Linked DNA regions of Oryctolagus cuniculus: region 2 is linked to region 1. A link is a contact called in public Hi-C data. All regions are on one chromosome and are shown on one strand. Each heading gives the region's core, a stretch centred on a gene start, on an enhancer-like site or on the middle of the called end of the contact. The rest is flanking DNA. Distances are from core to core; before and after follow the strand shown. Region 1 overlaps CMSS1 (cms1 ribosomal small subunit homolog). Region 2 overlaps CMSS1 (cms1 ribosomal small subunit homolog).

Region 1 (6,410 bases), core at 2,272-4,771:
TTTCATGAAGATTTATTTGTTTTCATTATTTGAAAGGCAGAGTTGGAGACAGACTAGAAAGGGAGTGACCTTCCATTCACCAGTTTATTCCCAATGGCTACAATGGCCAGCACTGGGCCAGACCAGAGCCAGGATCCAGGAGCTTCTTCTGGGTCTCCTATATGGGTGCAGAGGCTATCTTCCACTGCTTTCTCAGGTGCATTAACAGGGAGCTAGATTAGAAGTGAAGCATCCGGGTCTCGAACCCATGCTGCTGCACCACAACCCAGCCCCTCCGTAACATGTTTCTTTAGGTGATGATGGCATCTTTAGGAATGGGTGTGTGAGTTTTGCAGAAGATGGATGACTTTCAAGCAGGGGAATCAGGATAAAGGATAACCTCTTTTTTCAGAGTGGCTGACAATAGTCACTAGAGACATGTCTTCTCTCTAACAAGCTTAGTCCTTTATTCTACTATGACAGGTGCTAAAGAACATGAGCTCTTCAGGGTTGCATCCTGCAAGCACTTTGTTGGCATTGGAGCAACCCCTGGTACACCTCAGCCTGGCACAATCCTACTGTAATACCAGATAAAGTGGCATCATTTTGGGGAGCCTGGCATAACTAGCAAGCAATGGGTACTCTTCATAGAGTAGCTGCTTGAGGCCTGGCACCCTGCAAACTGCTTTATTATCACATTTAACCTTTAAGAACTGAAATCAATTAGATGCCTTTCTTCCTTCCAAAGTCCAAGAAGTTCTGAAGGCCAAATAATGGATTTAACAGAGTGGGGGTGTTCTTGATCCTGGTTCAAGTCTATTTTCTCTTTTTACCTCAGACTCTTTTTTCATAGTAGGTTTCCAAGAAATAAATCTGCCATCCTTTTTAGAGTGCCCTGTTGAGTAGCTCCTGCAGCCCCCACTTATATTCCAATTCCCATCCTTTTCTTGAATGTTCTATAACTTGTCTAACCCTGACTGATTTTCCCTTTGCTGAGTTCCCAAGTCCTTACAGTTTTATGACACAGAGGTTCTATATTGTTTTGTGCTATTTTATAACTTGTTTTGGTGTATTTATCTTGCTCTTAAACCAACTAAGCTTTTTCAAGGAAAGATAGCCTTTTAATCCCCTACAAGGGTTTGAACTCCAGATAGAAATGATGACCAGACGAGAGGTAAGAAGAATCACTTCTTTGGAGACTGTCACCCTTTCTCAGAGCTGACTCACTCTTGTTATTACATCAGAAGAAGATCAGTAGAGTTTTAGTCTTGTCACTTCTGAGAAGGGAGAACTATGCAGTGAGTGAGACAAATTTACATGAAATCCAGATGGGGGAAATTAGCAAGAGAGCCTTAACTGCCTGTGATTGTTTACAGCTTTGCTTAGTCTAATGAATTTTACGGGACTTTAAGAAGAATCTTATGGGACATAGTTCTGGGGGAGATGAGTGGAACCCCAAATCATTTGACCCAAGTTGTTCTTTCCATTATTTGGCAGGTCTACATATAGTCAGTTATGAATGCCTCAAGGATAATGTGCAACATCAGACACAATGTATTTCTTTTAATAATGAGTGTTTATTTTGATAAAAAGTATATAATTTTTCCTTTAGCAGCATAGATTCATTTTCACCAAACTCTACAGAGTGATTTATCTCTTCTGCCATCCCCGGTTAACAAACAAGCTAAGACTAAGGCACTTCCACAGCCTCCCATGCACTCCTTTTCTTTAAAGTTAACAAAACCACTTAAGTCTTGTCAACCCAAAATGTGATAAATGTTTTACATTCCTCTTATGATCTCTGCTCAAATATTTGTTTTTATTTTGGTTCATTTAACAAAAAGAGAGAGAGAAAACTTTCACCTTTAAACTTTTGTGCCCAGGACTGGTAGGCCATGAGACACAATAAATTTGACAGATTTGCTTCTGTCAGAATGGCCTATCTTGGAGGGCTGACCTCACTTTGAAGCTGCTCTAATACAATGATTTAGAGTTCTCACAGGCTCAAGTACTGCAGTTATGTTAATCTTTCCTGGTCTTACATGTGGATTCTTTTCTTCATATTACCTCCATTTTCTTTAGCTGACTTGTCTCTGTAATAGTACAATCAGTAGCTTGTTTTTGTTAAAAAACATTTTTTAATAGTTTGCTCTGTATGATCAGAGTTCCCCTTAGGGGTTATTGCCTACTGTTAAATCCTTACCTAGTATGGAGAGTTACTTAGGAAAGGTGACACTGTTTCCCCCCACCACCACTTTTTTTTTTTTTTTTTTAAGATTTATGTATGTATTTGGAAGCCAGATAAACGGGGACAGAGAAATCTTCCATCTACTAGTGAATTCTCCACATGCCCTCAATAGACAAGAGCTGGGCTAGTCTGAAGCCAGGAGCCAGGAACTCCATCCAGGACTCCCACAAGGGTGGCAAGGGATACTGGTACTTGAGCCATCATCTGCTGTTTCCCCTCCTTCAGCAGGGAACTGGATCAGAAGCAGAGTAGCCAGGACTTGAACCATATATGATGTGGGCATCCCAAGCAGGAGCTTAACCCTCTGTACCACAAAGCCTGCCCCACTGTTCCCTTTTTTCAAGTTTGTGGAAACCTAGAGTGCAGGAGGCTCACATAATGAACGGATGGATGAGCCAAGAAGTGTAGAACTCAGATTTATTGACCCATATTTACTCTGTAGTCTGACCATTGAGACAACACTATTTATCCACATCAATTTAGTTCAATAGTAAGGGATTCTGGCAGTTGACTGTAGCATTTTAGCTTTTTAAAAACATTCCCACAGGGTTTATCTTCATCTTTAGGTGCAGCTGACCTCTTATCTGCTTTGCTTTATCATTCCATTAAAAAGAGCAGGGGTGATACTATGATTGAAACCATTTTGTAACAGCTGCTGGTGATCTTAGTCCTCCTTAGTGCAACGCTGCTGGTCATTGCTAGTAGATACAGCTGGGTTAGTGACATGGTGCCATGTGTGGTGGACTTAGTCACTGGACCTTTTGCCCTCTCTTGTGCCTAGCTCAGTGCCTGATAGACACCAGTAAATGTTTACTGCTGTTGAACACAATTACAAGCCCAAGGCTGGCTTCACAGGTTGGCACTGGAGCTCTCTAACCTTGAAATTACGAAAATTTCACTTTTCTGAAAAATCTGGCAAATGCATTGACTACCCACAGAAACTCTGAAGTTAAAGTGTACGCTTGAGAAAAGGCAATCTGCTGGTATTTATTAATTGCAAAGGGAAGCTCCTTGAACTTCAGGTACCTTCCAGGCCATCACGTAAGTCATAGAGATTAGAGAAATTTATAGGAATCTACCCTTCATTAAGGACGAAACACTGTACTCTTCCATATTTTGCTTGGAGTCCATTCCGTGCCCCAGAGCGATTCACCTGGTACTCTTTCACCACCTTCAATCTCATTATTTTGAAGAGGGAGTTAGAGTGAGTGGATGAAGCAGACAGCAGAGAAACATCTGACTTAGTTTGCCTACATGATACTTGCTGTACAGGACAAAGCAGATTTCACTGTCTGGCCTTAATCTGAGCCTAATTTTGTTTTGTGCTTGTAAATCAGTTCTATGTGGTTATTTCAGTAGTGGCCAAGATTTGAGTTCCTGACCCTGAACAAAGTGCAGAAGGAGGGACCTTCCCTAGCCCACTGTATCCAGAAACACTTTTCTTACCAAATAAGAAGCTTCTAGGTTATAACTGATTTTTTTTCCAGATTTATCCAACACCCTTATTGTCCCAGTGACACACCTACTAATTGGGTACTTTCCTAAGTGTTGGGGATAAAGCTGGTGCAAAATGGATCCTGAAAGAGTTTATAATCCAGGAGACAGACAAAAAGCAAGTAGTTAATGTGTAATTTAATGTCATGTCCTTGCAATCAGTGGTGTGAAGGAAAGCAAAACAAGGTATCACCAAGGGTTTACAATCTGACAGCAAGGTGACTTCTGCATTTTTTCAGGGAGGTTGTTTTGAAGGCATTGAGTCACTTTGAGTTTTGAAAGGAAGCCTAACAGTTGGGAAGGTCTAGGGAGTGCAGTTTTTCAAGTCAGTAATTCAGACCTAAACAGCTTTGGTCACAGAGCACAAACTTTTTCTAGGGCACCTCTTACCTTTCAAGGAGATAGTGGGCTTGCCATGCATCGGACTTTTAAGTACATTTATGTTTTTCTTGTCCTCCCATTAGTTCCTTTTTCATAGTTGCAGCCTGATTGAACTGTATTGATTTTCACCTGCCCCTTTCCTCTTCCCTCTCCCTGCTTATACTAACAAGAACTTTGAACCTTTCTACTTTTTTTTTTTTTTAATGGGCTGCTTTGGGAGCTACAATTCCCCTTTCTTCCTATTATTAATTAAAGGGAAAACCAATAGAGTGATGCAGCCCAAGGATGCAGGGGTCCCGGACTCCCCTCTGAGTAGCTTTCAGTGTCTCTTGCCTTGTGTTTTCAGTGAAAGTTATAGCATAAACACTAATTAGTTCTTCTGTAAAGTGAGGCATTGGGATCAGATGACTTCCACAGCCTCTTTCAGCTTTGAAGTTCTGTGGAAATTCCATGTCGTGTGTGTGTGTGTGCATATGTGTGTATGTGTGTACACTTGAAAAAGTTCTTGAAAAAACTGGAGTTAACAGTCTTTGCAAACAAAAATTTTTAATCCATGCATTGTTTTTTCATAATACACATTTTCCATGAACTTTTGGAAGACTCATATATGCACTGATTTTGGAATTTTTCATATGAGAATAGACTTGTCTTTTAATTCCATATCCTTGTTTGTACACACGTACTCTCTGGGGCCCGGGACATTCCATTATAGTAAAACTTACCAAGGTATGTCTCAAACTCATATCTGTAAAGTCGAATATGTGCTATTCTGGTGTAATATGTGGTTTTTTTTTCTGATTATAATTGTCCTTTAGACTAAAATCAGTAGTTATCATAAACAGAAACAAGGTTTTATATGTCTATTTATACCCCAATCTATTCCAGTGATACACTTACCTGTCTGTTCTTTGCCAGCCCTTACTACTACCCTCAACAAACACACCATTCCTCAAATTTCTTGTTGAAAAATAATAATTGTATCTTTAAAAATTAATAGATTTGGGAGCCAGTAGAGAATAGGAGTGTAAGATTGGTCAGTTTGGAGAAAGTACCCTGCCAAGGTGAACTTCCCTGTTCTTCAGCTCAGAATTCAAACTGCTGCTGTCCTAGCTTAATCTGCTAGAGCATCTGAGAGAACAAGCTTGAAGAGGGAGTGTTTCTCTCATATCTGAAAAAGAACCAAGGGACTTTCCTTGGCCAACCTTCCCATCTTTGTTTGCCCAGCTTTCCCAGCCAGAGGCAATGTTAGGGCAGATAGAGGTCAAGAAGAGAGGATCTCATCTCTGTTTTTCTTAAATAATAATAATAAGAAGAAGAAGAAGGCTATGGATGGGCTTATAACAGTGTTGATGATCCACAAAGAATTAGGGATTCAAGACACGGATGTTCCATTTCACTTAAAAGTAGAAAATGACCAGAGGAGTTTCTAAAAGTCCTTGCAGCACACATGAAGCATAAGCAATTGAGTAGGAGGCTCAGGCTCAGGCTACAGGATTGGCAGCAGCAGTCATTGATATACTGTTTTGAAAGTTTAAGATGCTGGCTACATATGCAGTGTCTCTTCATGTTTAAATCCATAAATCCTTATATAAGCATAATTTACAGAAATAAAACAATCAGTTTAAATTGAAGCTAAATTTACAGTCAAGTACAAATTAAGTAAACTCTCAAAATAATTTAAAATTAATGATATGCCCCAAAAAAGAGGTAAGGATGTATTTGGGTGCTATGTGAATAACAGGGCATTTCAGTTTCTGAAGTAGGTTGAAACTCACTGCTTTCCATCCTCTGATTATTACTCCACAATATCCAGTCTTTTATAAAAGTTCTCTTCTTGCTGCCCCCTTTTCCTTTAAATAAGAGGATCTGTATTTTTTATTCACTTTGTAAAATATTCACTCTGCCCTGAAGCACATGATATGAACAGCACATAAACTTAAAAGTATTATTGGAATTTTTATTCTTCCTTTTCCATTTTTATTTTTAAAATTCACTTATTATCAGATGTACTTTTTAGGAAGGGAAGGAGCAACAGAGAATCCTAAAACAAAATTTACAGCTTTTGAAAAGGTAAATTAATGAGCTGCAAGAAGACTAGAGTCAAAGCTTGATCTGTGCTTTCACTGTAGACTTCATCACAGCATTAGGAAAATAACACTCAGATACACCCATGCTGAACAGTTAAGGCTAATCACCAAAAAGGAGCAAATGAACTTACTAAGCATAAAATTATCTGTGTGCTTTGTTTGGAAATGTAAAAATTAATGTTCTTTCTATGATAAGCATTTTTTTCCATCATACTGACTAA
Region 2 (6,601 bases), core at 490-2,989, 180 kb after region 1:
ACACTCCCCCTCCTCCCTTTTTCCCTCCTTCTCTTTTAAGGAAAAAAAATGGTCAATTACTTTTTCAGTGGTTTTAGTCACAGATGTATAACTTATAAATTATTATTAAATTCACCTGCTGCAGGAACATTAAAGAGCGACAAAACATAAAGCTCTTAGTGGACCTCTACCAAAATACCAACTTGGTTTGTACCCCTTGAAAGAAGAGTAAAACTTATCTCCAATTAGGCAGTGTAAGATTTCTTCTTGCTATAAAATGTAGGATGCCAGATGTATGTCAGGAAGGCCAGAAACCAAATAAGGCCTAGGAAATTTTTAGGAGTCCAACAGAATCTAGAAGAGCATCCTCCCTGAACTTGATATTTGAATGTATCACCAAATCTCTGCTCAGCCAGGATTTCAGTCCTTCCCCTAAGTAGGATATTAAATGGTATGTGGTAATTTTTTCTTCTGATGGCTTTATAATTAACAACTGTATCAACCCACCTGCATTTTATAGTTAGCTAAATAGACTCACTCCAAGCTATCTGAATACTCCTTTTTCTTCCTGCACCTACAAAAGTCAAGAGAAGTAGGAACCTAAGACAGGCTCTGGGACAGGTAACTATCTGTTACCACTTAAAGACAAATTCTTCTCATTTGGCTTATTTTCATATTTCATGCTTCTCCATTTAACGCCATCCTTTTAAAAACAGAAATTATTGATTATTCAAATAAAGACTAATTACCCAGGGCTGGCGCTGTGCCACAGCGGGTTAACACCCTGGCCTGAAGTGCCGACATCCCATATGGACACCGGTTTGAGACCTAGCTTCTCCACTTCTGATCCAGCTCTCTGCTATGGCCTAGGAAAGCAGTAGAAGGTGGCCCAAGTCCTTGGGCCCCTGCACCCACATGGGAGACCCAGAAGAAGCTCCTGGCTTCAGGTCAGTGCAGCTCCAGCTGTTGTGGCCAGTTGGGGAGTGAACCATTGGATGGAAGACCTCTCTCTCTCTGCCTCTCCTCTCTCTGTGTAACTCTGACTTTCAAATAAATAAGTAAATCTTAAAAAAAAAAAAAAGACTAATTACCTATCCCATAAACAGTATGTTAAAGCTCTCCTGAAAATTATGTTTTAGTCCCAATTAACAGCCCTCTGTTTTCAATATGGAAGAGCATACAGATGGGACAGTTTAGGTAGCATCAGCAAACATCTGCATGTTTTTCTAGCAGCCTAACTAATTAGTGATTTGTACAGACTTCTCTGAATCTGTTCTCTCCCTCCACCCTCTTCCTTTTTTCACACATTTAGATGAAATGGAACACTCCCTTGTGTAGGCATTCTGACAGCCACAGGTACTATCTGGGTTGATAATACATACGTAATGTTATTATCATGAAACTTTTCATTTGGGTGGTACAGGCTGCACAAGATGTCCTATACCAGGAGCTGTGACATTTTGAGAGGATGGTGATGGCGGTTGTGTGGGACTCAGCCTGCATTACAACCAAGTGGGTATTTTTTCCAGTTGTAGCATTAGGCTATAGATAGAGAAACTTTTAAATCAATAGCTGGGTACATGTCCCCTTGAGTCTGGATTATGCATTTGAAGAAATAATTCCTTTGATTTAGGGAAAGGAGTAAGGTTTTATTTTTAAAAGAGAAAATACAGTTTTCATAACCAATTCATTCATTCCTCTATGAATTTTGTTGAAAGACCTTCTAAAGCAGGTCTGTACTGCCAAACCCCAAGCTTCACAGTTAGCAAGTTGACTCTGTCTGACCTGTTACATTTTCCTTAGACAGTTGGATGTGATCACAGGAGGGTGATTGCCAAAGTTTTATTTCAACTCAGGTATAGCTAACTGCAAGAAATCACTTCCTGACACCTTTCTTCTGCTTACCCCACCCTAAGTCACCATTTTGAAACAACTTATGGGATCTACAAAATGGTCTGCCTGTGTTCCAAGTTAATTTTGAGAATGGCTTTTTATGGCTGGTTTACAGTCTCTTTAGAAAAGCGGAATTATGATGGAAACACTGTGACATCCTAAGCTGTAACAAATGAGCTGTTCTTGAAGATAAATGTAACTCCGTGTCTATGAAGCTAAATATTTACTTTCCAGATGATTTAGTGTATCTTTGTTCTTTCCACACTCAGCTTTTTCTTTCTGTGGATCCCTTCATCTCCACACTACTTTTTTGTAGCCTGTTATATCAGTGTTTTGTGATGTTACAAAAAAGCAAAGAGTGTGAGGTCAAATTTTCCATTACATACCTCAACAGGAATGCCAGGGAACCTAGCCAAAGTCAGGCTGCAGAAAAAATAAAAATTACAGGAAAGATGATTCATTAATCAACAATTGCCTTACCAAGAAAATAGAATTAGTTGTATGTATTTGGTTTTTGGAAGGGGGATGAGTGCAGACAGCCCAGCTATGGGTGGGAGGGAAATATTTATGTTTAAATACCATGGTTTTAGATCTACTGAGGATCTTTTTAACTGTAAAATTCAGGAGAAAGAGTAACTTGTTTCTACCTTGATAGCTCTCAACTTTTTCTTCTTTCAAGATGAAAGTACATCACTTGCTGACCCCAACTGCAATTTGCTTTGAAAAAAAAAAATAATAATGACAGCCGAAAGATAAATTAGAAAGGCACAGAGCAGTGAGAACAGGAGCCCTTGCCATCTCACTCCCTCTATCCTCTGTCATATGGTCTGTGTCACTTCCTCTTCCTGTCACCTGGGTCTACTTTTCTTGTTCTTTTGAGGTAAGGTCAGATTTTTGGTCTCCAACAGGCCCCTGAACATTGTCAGATTAATAGAAATGCTGAAATTTTGTCTTTAAACGTAGTTATTGTTACATATTAAAGGAGCTGAGAAGGACAGAAATTCTGACACTAAAGGAAAAAAATTAACAAGTGAAATTAGGAAAAGCCCACAAGCTCCTAATGTTTCTCTTAAAAGCAAACAGAATTATCTGATCACAGAACTTAGTACCATGAATGTCAAACTCAATGTGAATCTTTGTTTTTTTGTATTCTAGTAAGACCAGCCAGAAACAAATACAGTTGGCTCTGTGCCCAGCCAATAACAGATTCAACTCTGTTGTCTGATGTTTATTAGCCAGCCTATAAGCCCTACCATGCAATAAAATGTTCAGAATTGTGACACAGAGTGCTACAAGATTCTGTGCGCCTTCTGACTTACCAAAGGTAATATTAGGATTTTGTGTCATTTTAATACTAAGTGTATTTTATTTAAATTCTCTGGAAATTGGTGACACATATATGGTTCAGATACTATTAACCAGAGTACATAATTAACCAAAACAATTCTAAACATGTTGGATGATACGAAATTTACTGTAGAATTTTATTACCTTTTATGGAAAACACAAGGGAGTAGTGAACAGCCTTTTTTTTTCTTTTGCCAAGTATCTGATAACTCTGTTGCAATTAACATTTTATCCACACAATGGAACAGCAACAAGAAAAATAAACTTTTTAAAGTTCCTAATAATTGAGTGTTTCTTGTGAAAAGCTGGGACAGATCAAGGGAAAAAAAATGGATTGAAAAAGAGGAACACAGCTGAAGTTCCTGGACCTCTTGACAAATAGGGCAAATGTAACATTTGCTTTTCCACACTCATCATGGAAAAATGTGAAGTCCTACGCTTTTGTAGAAAAAAACCTGATGTACCAACAGAACATGGGAGATAAGGGCCTAATGCAACCTGGGCTGGTTAGACTCTTGTGTGCTCATCTCTGTTCACCTCCATTTGAGGGTCAATGACAGACCACCCAGCAGAGAATGATTTAAGAACTATAGTAATGGAGGTCTCAAAATAAAAAGAATTACTCCCCAGTCCTTGTAGCTCAAAGATGCTATTTCCAGTGGTCCACTTCTTACCCTATTCTGCCTTATCTGCTCCAATCCCCCCCCCCACCCACACACACAAGAAAGGAAAAGAGAGGAGATACCTGCAGAAAAACATATCCATTAAGTTTTCTACCCCTTTGAGAGATTATGTTCCAAAAGCTGTCTGTATCTGTTATTTTCAGCTACATTAAAGTTTCATTTTCTCTGTTATTAAATCTTATTTTGTTGAAGCTATAGCAGCTTGGCAGTCTTTAAGATCCCTCTCTCCCATCCATACCCCCTTTCTCTATTTGGACTGCTCCTGCAGGTCAGTGGATGATTGTTACACCACATCTGCTGTTGGAGATAGGTTCCTTCCGTCTCAGTACACCCTGGAATCCATTCCTTTCAACTATCTATCTATCCATCCATTTGAGTCAGTAAGGACTTTGAACCTTGGAAATTTTACATCCCTGAATCAAATTGCCAAATGTTGGGTTTATAAAAAGTCCTTTTCTGCATTACAAGATTTTCATAGAACAAGATTCATTGAGATTTGGATTCAAATCCTGTGACTGAAGCCAGTTACTTGTCTCATTTATTCATTTAAAAATATTTATTGAGCATTTTTTATGTGCCAAACATTGTGCAAGGCACAGCAGATACAGTTAGTAGAAGACAAAGAAGATCTTTGCCCTCATGGAGTTTTACTTCAGTTGGGGAAATGAAAGAAAAATAAACATTGAACTGAGTATTTTGATCTTGATAAGTATAAAGAAGTGTCACGGGGGAATCTTAATCAAAGAACAGGAAAGCATGTTTTGTGTAATAATAGTTAGGGTGAGGCTCAAAGAATGGATAAGAGTTTGATAACAAAGAGCATCACAGAATGAAGGAAAGCCTGTTCCTAGGGCCCAAATCAGGAAGGAACTTGGAATAAAAGAGGAAATGGGAGGAGACAAGCTAGACTGGAGCCCACTGAACAAGAGGGCTGGGCCAGGTTAGGGAGGGCCTTGTTAGCACTGGCAAGAAATTTGGACCTTTTTTAATAGCAGTGAGTAGCCATTGGGAGATTTTTTTATGGGTTAAAAATGACCATGCTTGTGTTTGAATCTCTTTGATGGTTGTATCTCATCACACAGTGGATTAGAGAAGAACAGTAAGGAAATCACTGAAAAGGTGAGAGGTGGAGGTGGCAGTCAATGGAGAAGTGGATGGACCCCAGGAGAGGTTTAGGAGGTAGAGTTGACAGGTCCTGGTGGCTGTCTGGATTGTTTGAATTGAGGAATAGGAGAGTGTCACTGATGACTTCCAGTTTTCTGACATGAAATGCTGTTTCCTGAGTGAAAGTTTCCAAGTTCAGTTTTGGATATGTTTGACCTGAGAGCCTTGTGATTCTTTCAAGTGGAGATAATTTTAAAAACAGATATGGAACTCAGAAGAGATGCTAAGCTGGAGATACAAAGTGGGTAACTGCTTGTAGATAACTTAAAACCACAAATATGAGTGCAATTGCCTAGTAAGAGAGCATAACTCTATTATAGGGCCCACGACCCTAAAGTAATGATGAAACTATGCAAAGTGGTTGAAAGGCATGCATACAGCACACACTCAGTAGCTAGCTCTTTTTCTTTTTTTTTTTTTTTCTTTTTGACAAGTAGAGTGGACAGTGAGAGAGAGAGACAGAGACAAAGGTCTTCCTTTGCCGTTGGTTCACCCCACAATGGCCGCTGCAACTGGCACACCGTGCTGATCTGAAGGCAGGAGCCAGGTGCTTCTCCTGGTCTCCCATGCGGGTGCAAGAGCCAAGGACCTGGGCCATCCTCCACTGCACTCCTGGGCCACAGCAGAGAGCTGGCCTGGAAGAGGAGCAACCGGGACAGAATCCGGCGACCCTACCGGGACTAGAACCCGGTGTGCCGGCACCACAAGGCGGAGGATTACCCTAGTGAGCTGCGGTGCCGGCCAGTAGCTAGCACTTAATACTTATTACTGCCGGCGCCACGGCTCACTAGGCTAATCGCCGGCACACCGGGTTCTAGTCCCGGTCGGGGCGCCGGATTCTGTCCCAGTTGCCCCTCTTCCACGCCAGCTCTCTGCTGTGGCCAGGGAGTGCAGTGCAGGATGGCCCAAGTCCTTGGGCCCTGCACCCCATGGGAGACCAGGAGAAGCACCTGGCTCCTGCCATCGGAACAGCGCGGTGCGCAGGCTGCAGCGCACTGGCCGTGGCGGCCATTGGAGGGTGAACCAACGGCAAAGGAAGACCTTTCTCTCTGTCTGTCTCTCTCTCTCACTGTCCACTCTGCCTGTCAAAAAAAAAATTTTTTTTTAAATACTTATTACTACGTCTGGTAAAATTTGACAGCCTCATTCTCTGGAATGAGCTTGTATTTACTGGAAGGAGAGTGGAAAAGAATGAAGGCGTGAAGCAATAGGCATGCATCTATGAGAATATGTCTGTAAAAATTAAAGTGTTCATTCTCATTGTCCCGGTGTGTTAGAATATCCTTTTTTCCATTTCTCAGGCAGCCCTCCTCTCGCAAGCAAGCTCCTATAATTCTCCCCCTGAAAACTCAGGGATCTTCACTTTTACGTGGGACGGTTGTACCAGATTGACTGCCTCTAGGCCGCTTCTCATCATGGCTGCTGCAGTGACTGACTCGTTAAGAAACATGTAAATGTTCCCTTGGTCACATTATTTTTAGGAAGGCATAGTCTTTACATTTTCAGACAGCAGTTTTGCTGTGAGTGTGGGGAGA

Evidence for each region. Hi-C and Micro-C count contacts between places; a contact is called where the count stands out from the background.
Region 2: a Hi-C map of psoas muscle shows a contact between it and region 1, with 2.4 times the contacts expected there. The contact joins two enhancer-like sites. A contact is called at or near these places in 3 of 6 Hi-C or Micro-C datasets (embryonic fibroblasts, psoas muscle and skin fibroblasts).

What each region holds. Positions count from the first base shown.
Region 1 is chr4:54,345,575-54,351,984 of mOryCun1.1, forward strand. The region is part of intron 1 of CMSS1 (cms1 ribosomal small subunit homolog); the gene reads left to right. All of the region lies in intron 4 of FILIP1L (filamin A interacting protein 1 like), which reads right to left. Among named protein-coding and RNA genes, the nearest start is that of CMSS1, 57 kb to the left of the region's middle. Within about 2 kb of position 3,522, at least 1 of the 8 cell types and tissues checked has an H3K27ac peak or open chromatin away from gene starts, as enhancers often do.
Region 2 is chr4:54,528,707-54,535,307 of mOryCun1.1, forward strand. The region is part of intron 1 of CMSS1 (cms1 ribosomal small subunit homolog); the gene reads left to right. All of the region lies in intron 1 of FILIP1L (filamin A interacting protein 1 like), which reads right to left. Among named protein-coding and RNA genes, the nearest start is that of FILIP1L, 73 kb to the right of the region's middle. Within about 2 kb of position 1,740, at least 2 of the 8 cell types and tissues checked have an H3K27ac peak or open chromatin away from gene starts, as enhancers often do.